Linked DNA regions of Mus musculus: regions 2, 3 and 4 are each linked to region 1. A link is a contact called in public ChIA-PET and HiChIP or PLAC-seq data. All regions are on one chromosome and are shown on one strand. Each heading gives the region's core, a stretch centred on a gene start, on an enhancer-like site or on the middle of the called end of the contact. The rest is flanking DNA. Distances are from core to core; before and after follow the strand shown.

Region 1 (3,609 bases), core at 320-2,819:
GCATGGACCACATTCCATTTTAAGTATCATCCTCACCAGGCCTGCTGGTTCAAGGTTGTCATCCCAGCTACTAGAGAGTTTGAGCATAAACTCATGACCAGCCTGGGGTACAGAGTGAGTTCATGGCCAGCCTGTGCAATTTTGAAAGTCCCTATCTCAAAACATAAACAAGAGGGTAGGGGCTATACAGCTCAGTGCTGGAGTGTTTGCTAGCAGGCATGGGCTGCTGGCTTCACTTCCCAGAAGCACTAAAAATAAATAAGCAAATACCATCCTCAAAGGAGATTTCACTCTTTCAAGTCTATCTCCTCTTCTGGGCACACGTGTTGTTTAATAACTTATCAACAATACAAATCCCCCAAACCTGACAGTCTCCATTTGAATATAAGCCCGTGTGATCACAGGCTGTCTCACCTACAGCCCTGGCTTGTGGCTCTGTGTTCGAAGCCTCAAAGGCACCTGTCAGGACTCACTGACTTGGCAAATAAGAGTCACCTTGGGAGGCAGATACCTGGTACTGCAGGAAACTCAAGGTGTCCTCTGTCAGCAGCAGCTGGTATGCCTCTTGGATAGACAGTGGGAGGTCTTGGTAGAAGAGCTGAATCGAACCCTGGAAGTGGACCAAGAGCTTAGCTGTGTACCCTTCCTGCAGTGCCCAAGCCAGTCACCTTCTTGGCTCTGACCCTTTCCCCACACACTCAAGCATCACTGCATGACCAGGACAAACAATGAGAGGATTAGAACTCCCGCTGTCCAGTGGTATCCTCTTCTGTTCTCAAAGTCCACACATAACTTCACTGAAAACATAATTCTGAATTCCTCCTGGTCCACCAAACCGTATCCTTCCCATTCCATTAGTCGGGACCCCTTTCCCCACGCCTCCAGGACCCCACTTACACACTCCAGCAGATACAAAGCCTCTTCGGGGTGAAGTCGCTGCCGTCCTTCCTCTGAGTAGCCCATGGTCTGCCAGAATTTCCCCTGTGCGGCAGCAGACCAAGTGTCACAAAGCAGCTAAGCGGACAGAGGAAGGGGGTCCCCCAGCCGCGGAGATGCCCGGGCCGCTCACCGCAGGAGACGTCAACTCCACAAAGCCCTCTTCTGGTTTCCACTCCGCGGCCACCAAGCTGCCCCTGGCGAGGAGTGGGGAAGGGGCGTCTCGGTCTGCACGGGCAGTCCCCGGCCTCCGCCCACCCGGCCTGACCCGGCCCGGCCCAGCCCCTCTCACAGGCGCTCCACGCGCTCCTCCGCCAGCAGCTGCCACAGCTCTTGGCGACACAGGCGCAGCCGCTCCGCCTGGGCCTCCGAGCCGTCCGGGAGGAAGTCCTTGGGGCCATGCGACCGCTGTGGTAGCTTCTGGGACCGCGAGCGCGCGGCGCGGAGCTCCGAGGCGCTGGGGAGAGCCGGGAACACGTGATCAGCACAGAGGCCACCCCGCTCGCTCCCGGGTCCCACGCACCCCACGCCATCCCCCGGGCCGGGTAGCACCTGAGCACACGCCCCGCGGGAACCTCCACCGACCCGGGTTCGGGTTCGGGCTCCATCGGGCCGCTGTCTGCGGCTGCGCGCGCACCGCGAAGCCCCGCCCACCCCGGCATTCCGCGCGGTCCTAGCGCCTTCGACCCGCTCGCTCCTCGGGATCATAAAGCCACCCTCGAGCCTCGCGCCTTCCTACCTGCCCCGTGTGTGTCCTAACACCTGTCGGCACACGTGTACCCCGGGCCGCGGGACCCAGCTCGATGTGCAGGTTTCCAGATGTGCAAAAACTCACCTATTCCGTTTCCAGCGCTTCTGGGGGCTCCTCCCTTCTTTAGTATAACTTTACCTGGCTACTGGATGTAGCATGGATAATCAAATATGTTACTCTCATCTCTGCAGCCCTGAATGTCTTTGTGTCCTACCACCAGCAGGAAAGAGATGCGTAGAGAGAGGAGAGCAGTGAGCCCCCAGACACCAGCTTTGCAAACTGGAGGCCATATGGGAATGTTAGGAGTGGACCAAAGACTTATGGAGTTCCTTCACGGTGGGCCAAAAAAAAAAAATCTCTTCTTAGGGGCTCTGAAGCAGGGTTCAAAGGCCAGGGGTGGAGGCGCTGTCCGGCTCACACTGGTGCTGAATCGCCACCCCAGACTCCGAAAGCACCTCCTCGAGGCTGGGGTCCCCGCCGTGACATCCTGAGTCGCACTGACGCTCACCACTAGGTGGCACCGTTGCTCCAGCCAGCAGCTATAGGTCTCTGAGTGTGGACGAAGGTCGCTGCGGGCAACCCGGGAAAGGATGGGGCAAAGAGGAAGTGATCCCCACCCCTAGTGGGGGGGGGGGGTCCTCAGGTTCAACTGCCAAAACATCCTATTTTCTCTCCTATACATTCACACTTCACCTTTTGATCTAGACCAGAACCCAGTTCTCTCGGGATCCCCGGACAGGACACAGCAGCACGAAACCTCATCCACCCCGCCTCTCACCCGCCACTTTGCACCCCTAAGCAGCTTCACCTGCGCGCATGCGCTGATCCAACCAGTGGCTCGGCTCTGGACTGGCTGGCGGGGGCGGGGCCTAGTGAAGATGGGGCGGGGACCAGGGTGTTGATTGACAATCCAACTGTGCGGCCAGGACGGTCCCCGGCTCCCGATCCGGCGGGAGGGAGGGGGGAGGGGCGGGATTTCCTGCGGGAGGCGCCGAGCCGGCCTTGGAAAGGAGGAGAAAGGGGTTGCGGGGGACAGTGAGAACCAGAGTCCAGAGTGCCTGAGACTGAGCACAGCCAGCCGGACCCCCGGCGGGGCGGCCGGGAGAGGTGAGACTGCCGGGTCCCGGGCCAGGGGTCAGGACCCTTGAGAGCAGACGCAAACTAACTTTTCTTGTCTGATCGGCGGGCTCCTCCATCTCTCTGCTCCTTCCGCCTTCCTCGAGCCCCCCTTTTCGTTCTCCTCTATCTATTCCTCGGACGCTTGACTCTCCGGGTCCCTCTTGCCGCTTTGTTCCCGGGGTCGGCCTTATCTGGGCTTGGCTGCGGGGAGCTGCGCCGCGCTAGAGGGGCATTCCAAGGGGAGGGGGAGCCAGCCGACCCCAGGCACTGCCAGGAGCACTCTCTCCCAGTGCGGGTCGCGGGCTTTGAGGGGGAGTGCCCTCCGGCTTGGGCTTGGAACTTCTGAGGAATGAGTGGTTCCCCACCTGGGCCCCCAGGCCTGCACGAGTCTCTTGCCACAAGATTCTGGCAACAAAATCACCGCCACTGAGGAACTGACTTAAGGGTTTGTGCGGGAAGTCGAGTTGGGGTTTCAGGTTCAGGCTTGGGAGGTAGTTGGCCAGCCTGTCCAAGCTCTCTGTCCTGGATCTCTACCCAGCTGCTCTCTCCCACCACAGACGCAGTGAGAAAGGATTAGCAACAGGTGCTGTAGATCTCTCCGATCCAACAGGTAGATCTCCCCCAGAAAGTGAGGGACATAAGCACCCAGTCCACCCTCTAGGGACCTGGTAGTGAGGAGTGTGCTGCAGACACCTTGGACAGGGAGTGACCCCTACCATCTGCCCGTGCCACTCTCCCAGGCCCTACCTCCCGGCCCCGCCTGTTGTCTGTGGGTGTCAGAGCCTGGGGCTGTGGAGAATGGG
Region 2 (3,609 bases), core at 544-3,043, 480 kb after region 1:
CCTCTGTCCAAGCAGACTCGTGGCTACTTTGGTGGGCCACCCCTCTGCTGAGTGTGACTGTGCACCATCGTAGGCTGGTCCTCTCAAGATCTGGATGCCTCTGGGCAGAGATGAGATTCTACTCCACTCCACTCTCCAAGTCTAGCACAGCCCTAAAGCCCACCAAAAGCGTACCCTGGACTCTGGCTGTTCCTGGGGGGATTTCAGCACCAGAGCTGCGGACAGATACCCTGCTCATTAACCCGTTCCATCTTTCTGCAGCTGAGGAGGCGTTCCAGATGGTTATCTTTTGCATCCCTCACCCAGGTTGAGCAAGGTAAAGCTCCCAGGACACCTCCCTGCCCCTTTTCTGCCAGCTCTGGTGGCTCCACCTCCTCCTCCTCACATTCTGTCCTTCCTTCCCCACCCCCTACTGATCAAGAGCCCAGATGGCATTTAGCATCTCTGTGATCTTGGCTAAGCTACTTAGTTTTTGTAGTCTGGATCCTTTGTAGTCCTTTCAGTGAAGTGGATGAGCAACTATGGAACACTAATGCCTGGTTCTCTCTGTTTCACCCCCTCACACTCCATCTAGTTCCCATCCCGACATCCCCTCCCCCGACCTCCCCCTTCACCCCAACTCTGTGAATGTTAGACCAGTGCAGTACCGCTGAGCTGTATCTCCAGCCCGACAAGTTATTGAATGAATAAATAAAAGAATGGATACATGATACCTACCCTCAAGAGTTTTGTCAGACTTTAGCGATTTGATGCATGAACATACACGAAGAGCCATGCCCGATAGAAGTGCATGAACCTTCCTATAGATCAAGATCCTAGAGGGACTAAAGGGTTGGAGTTTTCGCTCAGACTGCAGGCCTTGGGAACTGGAAGTGTGGAGACAGTGGAGAACCGAGTTCCAGGTCCTCTCCCTTCAAAGGGCACTCTGGTGGTTTCCCCTGTTCCTTGGTTCAGTGCTCTACCAGCGGTTATCAAGGGGGCCAATGCTAGGTGTTAGGGTGAGCATCAAGGGGTCCAGAAAAAAAGAGCTAGAACGAACGCACTTGGAACCAACTAGAACTCTGCCACCCTTGGCACGCCTCTTGGCACGATGCCAGTTCAAGAGAAGTCCTAGACACCAAACTGGTTTATGGGCTGCGTTCAGAGGCAGCCAACGAAAGGAGATGAGAAAGGAGATGAACCGTCGGGGCCATGGGACCGGTGCTCCGAGGGAGGCTGCAAAGCACTGGCAGGGAAACTTCGGGATTTTGTTCAGAGCAACAGGTTGGGGGAGGCCTAGGCAGCTTGAGTATTCTTTTAGCCAACTATATATCCAGGTTTCTGACTTCGTTCAGGCCTGGGCACCCTCTTTGAGCTGTGAGGACCCTTGAACCCAGGGGTGAGGTAGGGAGAAGGATGTAGGCGCAGAGCCAGAGTTGGGGTGACACAGAGGGAAGAGCTTAGGGTCGTCCCACTCACTCTGCCCTGTCCAATCCTTGGAGCGCCTGACTCATGAACCCCCACTTTGGAGCAGTGAGTGTGAGGATGGGCTTCCAGGAAAGGTTCAGTCAGCTGTCCTCGGGCGCTCGGGGTGGGGGGGGAGGGGGTGGTGGAGATCCCAGCTCAAGCTAAGGAATCCTACCTGAAGTCTGCGAAGCCATGGTCGCGGGCTCCCCACCTCTTGGGTTGCAGCGCGGATCCTCCGTCTTGGTAAGGTCCCAGGTGCCTTGAGACAGATGCCTCGACGCCCTTTCCTCCCTCCGACCCCCCCGCGAGACTGCGCAGTCGCCGCTCGGGCTCCAAGGCCCATCGATTTTTCTGTTGACATTGGGAATCTCATTAATCCCTCGTTAATTACTCCGTGGGGGCTCGGGCACAAGTCGTGAAGCCAATGACGAGGCAGAGAGGCGGGAGGGCGTGGCAGGAGGCGTGGCGGACGCCGGCTGCAGGGTCTGGGTGGGGGCAGCCCCCCAAGTGGAATGGGGTGCCTAGTCGTCAGGTCCGAACAGAGAGCGAGCTGGCTTCAGTCCATACTTGCCTGTGGCGGCTGAGCTGTGAATGGGAACCTCTCTTCTCCGGGTCCAGGTCACATATTTTCTACACCCTGTCTAGCTGATTGAGCACCAAAGCGGCTTCTCAGAATCATCTCCTGGTCTTACATTGAAACTGAAGTTGGAGTGGGAGACACCCAAGGTGGGAGATGGTGTTTAAGGATTTGGGGGGCAGGGGCAGAACGGGAGGAGGTAGTCCTCAGGACCTTCTCTGGTCGTCTGCTTCTTGGCTCCCCTTTTTCTCTCCCTTATATCCCCATCAGTCTTTACAGCCTTAAAGATCATGGACTTCTTGCCGATGTCTCCTGTTCTCACCCCCAAATGTCATCACTCCCACCTGGCTCTCCCTCCCTTCTGGTTCCGTCCAATCTCCCGGGCCTGTGAGATGTGTAAAGGCACCCAACAAGCCTGATGACCTGGGTTCCATCCCTGGGACCCATAAGGTGAAGGGAGAGAATTGATGCTGCAGGTTGTCCTTTGACTTCCACTGATACACTACGCACACGCACGCACCACATTAAAATATAATTTAAAAATTTTAAATAAACAAAACAAGCTTAGCAATGCACCCTAGCAATCCCGGTACTTGGGTGGGGCATGGCCATCTGGAGTTAAAGGTCATCCTTGGCTACACAGGGAGTCAGAAGCCAGCTGCCCTCCATGAGACCCTGTCTCAAAAACAAAAAAACAAAAAACCACCTCGATGTAACACAAAACCAACTCTGACCCCTCTAGCTTTTGGTGTTACTCCCACCTCCCTCCGTCTCAGTACACAGCTGTGGCCGTGCAGAAGTCTTGTGGCTTTGGAGAGCATCCTCTAGGACCCCAAGCTGAGCCCAGGGAGGTAAGGACTCTCCCAGCTCCTGTTAAGCTGGGGGCACCTGCTTATTCCTACAGTATGTTCCTGTGATACTCATGACCCTCACATTCCTGAGAAGGAAAACTGCTGCTTAGGGTTAATGGGGTTAGGCTCAGTCGGGCAGGAGGATTACCTCCTGTGATTCTATAGCACAGGAGGGTAATAATGGCTGGCAACAATCCATTGTGTATTTCTCAATGGCAAGGAGAGGAGACCTTGAATGTTCCCAACACACAAACACCACAGTCTCTGTCTGAGGTGACCAATATGCCAGTACCCAGATCTAAAAATGCCACAATTGCTATGTATCAATCAAACCAAAACAACAACAAAAGCCTCTGCTGCTCATTTAAAAAAAAAAAGTTTGAGGGATTGGGGCGAGCTCAGTCATCCTCCGATTGCCACACAGGTGTGAAGGCCTGCGGCTGCTCTCAGCCCCACGTGGAAAGCTGGGCGCAGCAGCACACTTCTAACACAAGGGCCAGGAGGAGGAACAGGTGGAACCCTGTCTTAAATGATGGGAACTGGAGAGGTGGCTCAGCAGTGAAGAGCACTGGCTGTTCTTCCAGAGGACCCACATGCTGGTTCAGGACTGTTTGTAGCTCTAGTCCCACAGGATCTGATGGCATACATGCAGGCAAATGCAATGCCGGCTCGCGGGTTAAAGCACCCAGGCAGATCTGCAGAACGCCCACAAATGACGAATGTCCCCTGGCTGTG
Region 3 (3,609 bases), core at 675-3,174, 320 kb before region 1:
TTGCAGCATGTCCCTGAGGTCGGCTTGTGGTCATCGAATGCAGGAGTGTTCAGGGTCTGGCCCTGGGAGTGACTGCTTCTGGGGCGCAACATTGGGGTTCCCCTGCCACCTTGTTGGCATGGCAACTAATGGGTATTTTCCTCCTACCAGAACCAACATCCCAAGCAACAGAGTGGCTGAAGGACAGGAGACATGTCCCTACCTCCCTCCTTTCCCTGCTCGAGGCTCTGGCTTCCACCGCTTTGCCTTCTTGCTCTTCAAGCAGGACAAGCCAATCAACTTCTCAGAGGACACCCGTCCCTCACCCTGGTAAGCGACACCCCTGTTTGTCCCCTGAGCCTCAAGCCAGCTCTCTGGGATGGTGGCTCTTGCTCTTTCCTGCTCTTGGTGTAGGTCTTGCGCTTGGCAGCAGTCCCGCGTGCTGGGTGCACTCCAGGGGTTTCCCAGGATTGCCTGCCTGCTCCCTCCCCTCACATGCTGCCCATCTCCTCATAGCTACCAGCTGGCCCAGAGGACCTTCCGCACTTTTGATTTCTACAAGAGACACCAGGAAGCCATGACTCCAGCCGGTCTGGCTTTTTTCCAGTGCCGCTGGGATGACTCTGTCACCCACACCTTCCACCAGCTTCTAGGTAAGGGCTTAGTGGTCAGGCAGGCCTGGGGATAAAGACCTTTCCTGCCATGCCAGGAGATGGCCTTTGAAAGCCAGGGTGAGCCGGGCGGTGGTGGCGCATGCCTTTAATCCCAGCACTCGGGAGGCAGAGGCAGGCGGATTTCTGAGTTCCAGGACAGCCAGGGATACACAGAGAAACCCTGTCTCGAAAAACCCAAAAAAGTCCCTGGCAGAACTCCAGCCTCACAGGCAAGGAAGGAGGCCCAGGTCAGCAGAAGTCCACCACTCTCCCCTTACTTTTCTTGCAGACATGCGGGAACCTGTGTTTGAATTTGTACGGCCACCCCCTTACCACCCCAAACAGAAGCGCTTCCCCCACGAGCAGCCCCTACGCTATCTGGACCGATACAGGGACAGTCATGAGCCCACCTATGGAATCTACTGAGAGACTCAGTACATTCATCTCCGAGGGGGAACTGTCGCAGCAGCTGGAAGGTCACACCTCCGGAGAGAGCCATCTGAAGCCAACTGAGACAGTCCCATGCTGGCCTCTCCCAGGACACCCAGGGGCTTGTGGATGTGCCTCGATTCTATGTGAATAAAATACTTTTTTCCTGATGCCAATATGTCTTCACTTTCGGGCACCCAGACCCTTTTAGTGAAGCTTTAGTGCTCTGTGGGTGAGCAGAAGGTGCCCAGCAGCCCGGTAGCTGGGGGTACACATGAAAAGTGAACCTTTGCCCAGCCTGTGATCTTTGTGAAAGACAGCCCCGGGATCAGAACCTCCTCGAGGAGAAAGTCCTGCCCCTGTCAGACCTAGCAACAGATTGCTTGTTACCTTAGCATATTTCAGCCCCCACCAAGGCCTGGAGCCCCCACTGTGAGGCTAGAGGCCTAGAAACAAATCAGTTCTGCCTACTCCATTAGGAGTGATCTCTGATTCATACTGCCTTTGGGGACCCTGGAACTCCCATCTGCTCTGCTCAGCTGTAGAGGAGATGACAGTAGCCTGTCTTAGGGTTTTACTGCTGTGAACAGACACCATGCCCTGGGCCTTTAATCCCAGCACTCAGGAGGCAGAGACAGACGGATTTCTGAGTTCGAGGCCAGCCTGGTCTACAAAGTGAGTTCCAGGACAGCCAGGGCTACACAGAGAAACCCTGTCTCGAAACCCTCCCACCCACTCCTCCCCCCCAAAAAAGAGTCTAGGGAAGGAACACAAATAGTCAGGGTGGACCGGAGGGAGCCGCGCCCCAGCTCCCAGTGCGTCAGAAGGCGGGCAAGCAAGGGTGACTTGGATCCCTGCCAAGGAACGTTCTAGTGCACCAGGCTGCGCACTGCCGCGACTTCCTGGACTGTCTTCCCCAACGTAGTGCTCGCACTGGTAGCCTCGGCCCCTTTAAGAGATCTGAGCACTGGGCCTCGCTTCCGCCATGGCCGCTCAGTTGCTGGAGGAGGACGTGGTGACTTGCTCCATCTGCTTAGGTCGCTACCGGGACCCGGTGACGCTGCCCTGCGGGCACAGCTTCTGCGGGAACTGCATCCAGGATTCATGGCGTTCCTGCGAAAAGTCGTGTCCGGAATGTCGCCAGCCCTTCCCCGAGGGCGCCAAGCTGTCCCGCAACGTGAAGATGAGCACCTTGCTGCAGGCGCTGCCCGTTCTGCCGGCGCCGCCCGCCGTGACTCCGCGCCGGGACTCCGCCACAAGCCACAGCGCTCGCTGCCTGCGCCACGGGAGGCCGCTCGAGTTCTTCTGTCGCACGGAGGGCCTCTGCGTGTGCAGCGCGTGCACGGTGCACGACTGCAGCCACCACGAGCGGGCGCTGCTGGACGTGGAGCGCCGCGTGCGCGAGGTGCGGGAAGGGCCTCTCCGAGGGCCGAAACTGCTTGTGGCCAGGGCCAGGGGCTGCAGCAGGATCTGCGGGTTCCCATATGAACCCAGAGGGCACGTGCACCTGACTGCTGCACGCAGCTCTCCCCAGGTCCTCTGAATAAAGTAGAGCCAGAGTGTTAGGTCAGGGCTGGCAGCCCCATTCGCTAAGGTGGCCAGCATTCAGTAAGTGTGATTTCTGCCCTTCAGAGACTGAAGGATCTACTCAAGGGTCAGATAGAGTCTCAGCAAAACGTGAATGTAGAGTCAGCAGGGCCAGTCTGCATGGTGGTCGTGACTCTTCCTCTAGGGATGTGCAGTGCCTTTCCAAGCTGAGACAGGGTGATGATGTCATCAGATTTCTGCTTTCTGGAGTCTGAGCCCCAGCTGGGGTGTGGAGGGGGTAAGAGATGAGGGGTAAGAGGAAGGAGGTCTCAGCTGCAAAACAAAAGAAATGAGAAGTGAGTGGGAGCCCGGTGCCCAGTGGAGAGAGTAAGACGCAGGACAAGGGTTTCTTCGGGAGACCGGGCTGCTGTGTGCTGAGGTTGGGTAGAGAGTAGCTGGTTTGGGATATGCAGTGTGTGGGGTACACAGACAGGGGTGGGGGCACAGACATCTACTGAGAGCTGGGAAGAGATGCGGACAGTGAAGTGAAAGAAGTCGCTATGGTATCCCTAGAAGGAGTGGAAATTTGTTGGGCAGGGGATTACATCCTGACAAAGCTGTAGAGATGGCGGCCAGGGCACAAGCAGTTACAGGAGGGAGAGTTCTCCAGGTGCCCCAGGCTGCTGAGAGGTTTTAGTTAAAGGCAAAAGTGACCACGGAATTGGTACCATGGTGGCCTATGTCCTTGCCCATGGCCATCACAGCCAAGAAGTGAGGCTGAGATTACCAGGGATGAGACGGAGGAGATGGAGCGAGAGGACCAGGACTGTAGTGCATGGACCGAGAGGCCGTGGACAGGGAGTGGAGGAGTGACTGGACGGGGACAGGGACAGGGACAGGGATGGGAAGGGAGGGAGCTGAGTGGCTGTGGAAGACTAGCACAGGCAGGCTGAAACCAACGAGGGAAGGAAAGCTGGGTTAAGGATACATGCTTGGGGCATTTTGGTGCTGGTGACAGGGC
Region 4 (3,609 bases), core at 443-2,942, 260 kb before region 1:
AGCCAGCACAGCTAGTCCTGTGATGTCTCATGTGAACTTTTTTTTTTTTTCTCTAGAGCCAGCCTCCACCACCACCCTACTACCCCCCAGAAGACAAGAAGACCCAGTAGACCCTGCCCACTTCCCGCCTCTTACCCAGAGACCCCTTCCTGGGCCTCCCGTGGGGCTGCATCTGGGATTCCAGGAGGCCAGGGAGGGCCCTGTTCTTCCCCAGGCCTGAGTATAAAGTTAGCAGGAGCTAGCCCTGATAGAAAGGTGGAACTCCTGGCCTCTGAGAGGCACGTCCCAGCTTCTCGCCCTAGCTCAGCTCACAGCGCTCTTCTTCCCAGCTTCCCTTTCACCATCTCTGGAGCTCGCAGGAGCACGGGGTGACCCTCGTTCCTCATGATACTAGCCCCCACCCATACAGAGGGACTCTCTGGCCACTCCTCACTGCTGCCCAGCCCCTTCAGCCTGGTGACCATTGTTCTTCATCTCTTGGGCTCCTAAGACCAGCCATGTGTCTCCCCAACAGGCCCTGCCAAACCCTGTTCACATTCCTTACCCCTGGTGTGCTCCTGGCTCTGGAAGGCCGCTGTCCCAGCAGACTGTCAGTCCAGTCACACTTACCCGGCCACCTTGTTCTTTGTGAGAGCTTCCAGGGATTTTGCTGGGCGCTTCCAGTGGCTGGCATCAGAGGTGAAGCCACTGTGTTACAGAGGAAGCCCCTCTGCCCCTATGCTACTGTTTCTGGGAATTATTCGCCTCCTCTCCTCTCCCCTTTACAGGGGGCTGCTCTGCAGGAGGGATAGAGAATGCATGTCTGTCCCGCCAGGCCCTTTGATCTGGGACTGAGGCCTTCCAACTATGTGACCTCTAACCTGCAGTCTGCCCCTCTGTAAGCTTCACGCCCCCTGGATGCACTAAGAATTGCTCTTGTTCGTTCCTGGTCCAGACACAAAATGAGGAGATGGTTATTTAAAGAGAATTCCTATTTATTTGACACAAAATGTCCAGTTAATATATTAATGTGAAATAAACCCTGTTTGCACCTTGATTTGTTTGCTACAACTGTGAAATAGTAAAAACGAAGTGACTGGAGGTTCTCTGACTCTTGTGTGGTGACCAGGGTGAGGTCTTCCGGAGGAGGGGCTGCGGGCTGCTGGGGGCGGGGCTAGAAGGCCGGTTTCCGTCTCAGTGCGAGTGGTTGGTTCTCAACCTTCCCACAGAGCCCCCACGCCCCTGCACCTGCCTGGGATGGTGTCTGTGCCACCCACTGCCAGCGGGGGCCAGGACGAGGCCTGTGTCCCATCTGCTCCTCCCGCTCCCCTCCTGAGCACAGGCGTGCCAGGACTTCTACGAGGGAGGGTCGCTGGGCTGGCTACCACAGTGTGTGCCTTCATGCCACCTTACCCAGGAAAGAAGACGGTGGAATATGGCAGTCCTTAAGCCGGACCTGCACCCCACTCACAGTGAGCCAGAGAGCTGTGGGAGATCCCAGATCAAAATGCTCCCACGCACAGAGACTGCTCCGAGGCCTCATCTCCTCTCCTCCCCATCTCTGGCTAACACAAAGTAGTTCTGTCCCTTGCCTGGAATGTCACCTGTGGGGTGGAGCAGGCTGAGCAATTGGCTGAGGAACGCCTCTTGCCTCTAGCCTCTCTGGAGCCACCGCCCTGAGCCTGCCCCACCCTGCCCCAGATCTGGGGCCCATTCAGAAAACCTTAGGGTGAGAACACCACAGGTCTCCGGTGGGCGGGTGGGTTCCCCGGTCCAGGCATAGTTGAAGCAGGCAGCGGCCTTAGCCTGGCCTTACCCGTTGCCAGGAGCTCTGGACTCTCCCCAGAGCCTCCGTGGGACGGTGGGTGGGGCTTGCCTGCCCACTGTGCCCACTTTCTCCTGGCTGAGGAAGATCTGGCGGGGATGAAGGCTGAAGGGTGTTGCTGGGAGCTTGGAGAAGGCCCCACCAAGGCAGTGACACCCTGACCCTTCCTTTCCTCCACCCTCCCCAGCAGAGTGTAGCCCGGGGGCCCTTTGCATCACCCTGCGGCTTCCTTGTTTCCACCCGGCCGCAGCCAGGGGGTGGCAGAGTGAAGGGCAGAGCCAACCACCATGGCGACACACCTTTCCCACCCCCAGCGGCGTCCACTCTTGCGCCAGGCCATCAAGATAAGGCGCCGCAGGGTCAGAGACCTGCAGGATCCACCACCCCAAGCCACCCAGGAGGTAGGAGTGACTGCAGGAAGGGGCAAGAGCCAGCCCGGGGGTGCTCAGTAGTAGTGGGGCTTGGATGTGGGAGGCAGGCCCCCACCCGCTTGCCCTCTACGGCCCTGGGGGTACTTGTGGGTGGGCAGAGGGGTCCACCAAGTATCCTCAGAGCCACGGTGGGTTTCTCCAGTCCCTTCTTTTTGGTGGGCTTGTACTCCAGGCCCACCCTGTTCCTATAGCTTTGAAGGTTCCAGCCCCACGAAACAGTTATCTCCAATGACAGTGGGCTACCTGGGGGTCCCCTCTGAGCTAGCAAAGACATGCCTGCCATCTCCCCCAACTCACCCACTTCTGCTGCTAGGCCTCACTTCCGCTGCTGGGGTGAGGAGCCGGTGGCCGTCTGATAAGCACTGCTGTTTCCTCTGGGGAAGGAGAGGGGGGCAGGTGCTAAACAGCCCACAGCTGGGCCTGAACACTCATGGACCTCAGGCATGGCGGGCCAGGGCATGGGCAAGATGGGCCAGGGGTCAGCCCTTCAGAGAGCCTTATGTTGGAACAGGTGAGGGACATGGTCGGCCCAGAGGCCGAGGTGCTGGGGTTCCACTGTCTTAGGCATGGCCCTTCCTGGCTGGCTGGAGAGGCCTCCAGGGACGCCGTGTCTTTCTACCTTGCTCCTAGGTCCAGGTTCAGTCCCACCATTTCTCCCCAGAGGAGGTAAGAGGAGATGTTGGGAGAGTGTGGGGGATGATGGAGGAGGCCCCTCAGCCCCCAGAGTCTGAGGATGCAGCAGCCTGGTAGAGAACACGCTGTGTCTCAACCTTCACTGGACATCTGCCACTTTGTCCCTTTTCCTGGGCCAGAGGTGTGGGTCTCAGGGAGGGCTTCTGGGTGATGATGGGACCCTGCTATGTCTCAGCGGGACCTGCTGTATGAGGAAGCCCTCTATACTGTCCTGCACCGCCTGGGTCAGCCAGAGCCCAACCATGTGAAGGAGGCCTCGGAACTGCTGAGCTATCTGCAGGAGGTAAACCCAGCCTCCACCCTCACCCATCCTCCTAGGATGAGCCAAGGCTCGGCCCTCTCTCCCCACCACCTTGTGTCCCCTCCCCAGCCTCCCACACCTCTGCCCCCTTCAGGCTTTCCAGGTGCAGCCTGAGGAGCACCAGCAGATGCTGCGGCGCGTCAGGGAGCTCGAGGTAAACTGGTCCCGGGCACGCTGGTTGAGGAAGGGGCGCGGGAAGAAAGCTGGTCACCTCAGGGGAACTCAGGCAGCCCCCTCCCATCCTTACAGAAGCCAGTATTTTGCCTGAAGGCCACAGTGAAACAGGCCAAGGGTATTCTGGGAAAAGATGTCAGCGGTGAGTGTGGTCAAGGTGTCCCTGAAAACCTCCTCTCCCCATCATAATCTGGCCTTGAGCTCTT

Evidence for each region. ChIA-PET counts read pairs in DNA pulled down with a chosen protein or histone mark. HiChIP or PLAC-seq counts read pairs in DNA pulled down with a chosen protein or histone mark.
Region 2: a contact with region 1 is called in an H3K27ac HiChIP or PLAC-seq map of T-cell acute lymphoblastic leukemia, with 9 times the contacts expected there. The contact joins the promoter of Otop3 here to the promoter of Tsen54 in region 1. A contact is called at or near these places in 1 of 15 datasets of contacts at CTCF or cohesin (large pre-B cells), 6 of 115 datasets of contacts at active chromatin or transcription factors (T-cell acute lymphoblastic leukemia, bone marrow-derived macrophages, embryonic stem cells and 3 more) and 3 of 9 other capture datasets (embryonic stem cells, liver and pancreatic islet).
Region 3: a contact with region 1 is called in a FOXA1 HiChIP or PLAC-seq map of pancreatic cancer cells. The contact joins the promoter of Trim65 here to the promoter of Tsen54 in region 1. A contact is called at or near these places in 1 of 484 Hi-C or Micro-C datasets (the N1E-115 cell line) and 1 of 115 datasets of contacts at active chromatin or transcription factors (pancreatic cancer cells).
Region 4: an RNA polymerase II ChIA-PET map of memory CD8 T cells shows a contact between it and region 1, with 6 read pairs. The contact joins the promoter of Unc13d here to the promoter of Tsen54 in region 1. A contact is called at or near these places in 1 of 39 promoter capture datasets (liver), 1 of 115 datasets of contacts at active chromatin or transcription factors (memory CD8 T cells) and 1 of 9 other capture datasets (adipose tissue).

The regions. Positions count from the first base shown.
Region 1 is chr11:115,812,699-115,816,307 of GRCm38.p6, reverse strand. Tsen54 (tRNA splicing endonuclease subunit 54) reads right to left here and starts at 1,569. Exons shown (of 11, transcript NM_029557.1): 1 at 1,489-1,569; 2 at 1,229-1,393; 3 at 1,070-1,133; 4 at 898-981; 5 at 512-610. The coding sequence starts at 1,544. Caskin2 (CASK-interacting protein 2) reads left to right here and starts at 2,716. Exons shown (of 20, transcript NM_080643.2): 1 at 2,716-2,794.
Region 2 is chr11:115,332,915-115,336,523 of GRCm38.p6, reverse strand. Otop3 (otopetrin 3) reads right to left here and starts at 1,793. Exons shown (of 7, transcript NM_001347647.1): 1 at 1,622-1,793. The coding sequence starts at 1,640. It also overlaps a transcript of Ush1g not described here.
Region 3 is chr11:116,129,443-116,133,051 of GRCm38.p6, reverse strand. It overlaps Trim65 (tripartite motif-containing 65), which reads left to right and starts at 1,924. Exons shown (of 6, transcript NM_178802.4): 1 at 1,924-2,466. The coding sequence starts at 2,047. Mrpl38 (mitochondrial ribosomal protein L38) reads left to right here. Exons shown (of 9, transcript NM_024177.3): 7 at 151-309; 8 at 496-632; 9 at 922-1,235. The coding sequence ends at 1,058.
Region 4 is chr11:116,076,044-116,079,652 of GRCm38.p6, reverse strand. Unc13d (unc-13 homolog D) reads left to right here and starts at 1,692. Exons shown (of 33, transcript NM_001009573.2): 1 at 1,692-1,708; 2 at 1,992-2,205; 3 at 2,866-2,901; 4 at 3,104-3,211; 5 at 3,324-3,383; 6 at 3,479-3,545. The coding sequence starts at 2,092. Wbp2 (WW domain binding protein 2) reads left to right here. Exons shown (of 8, transcript NM_016852.3): 8 at 57-1,082. The coding sequence ends at 110.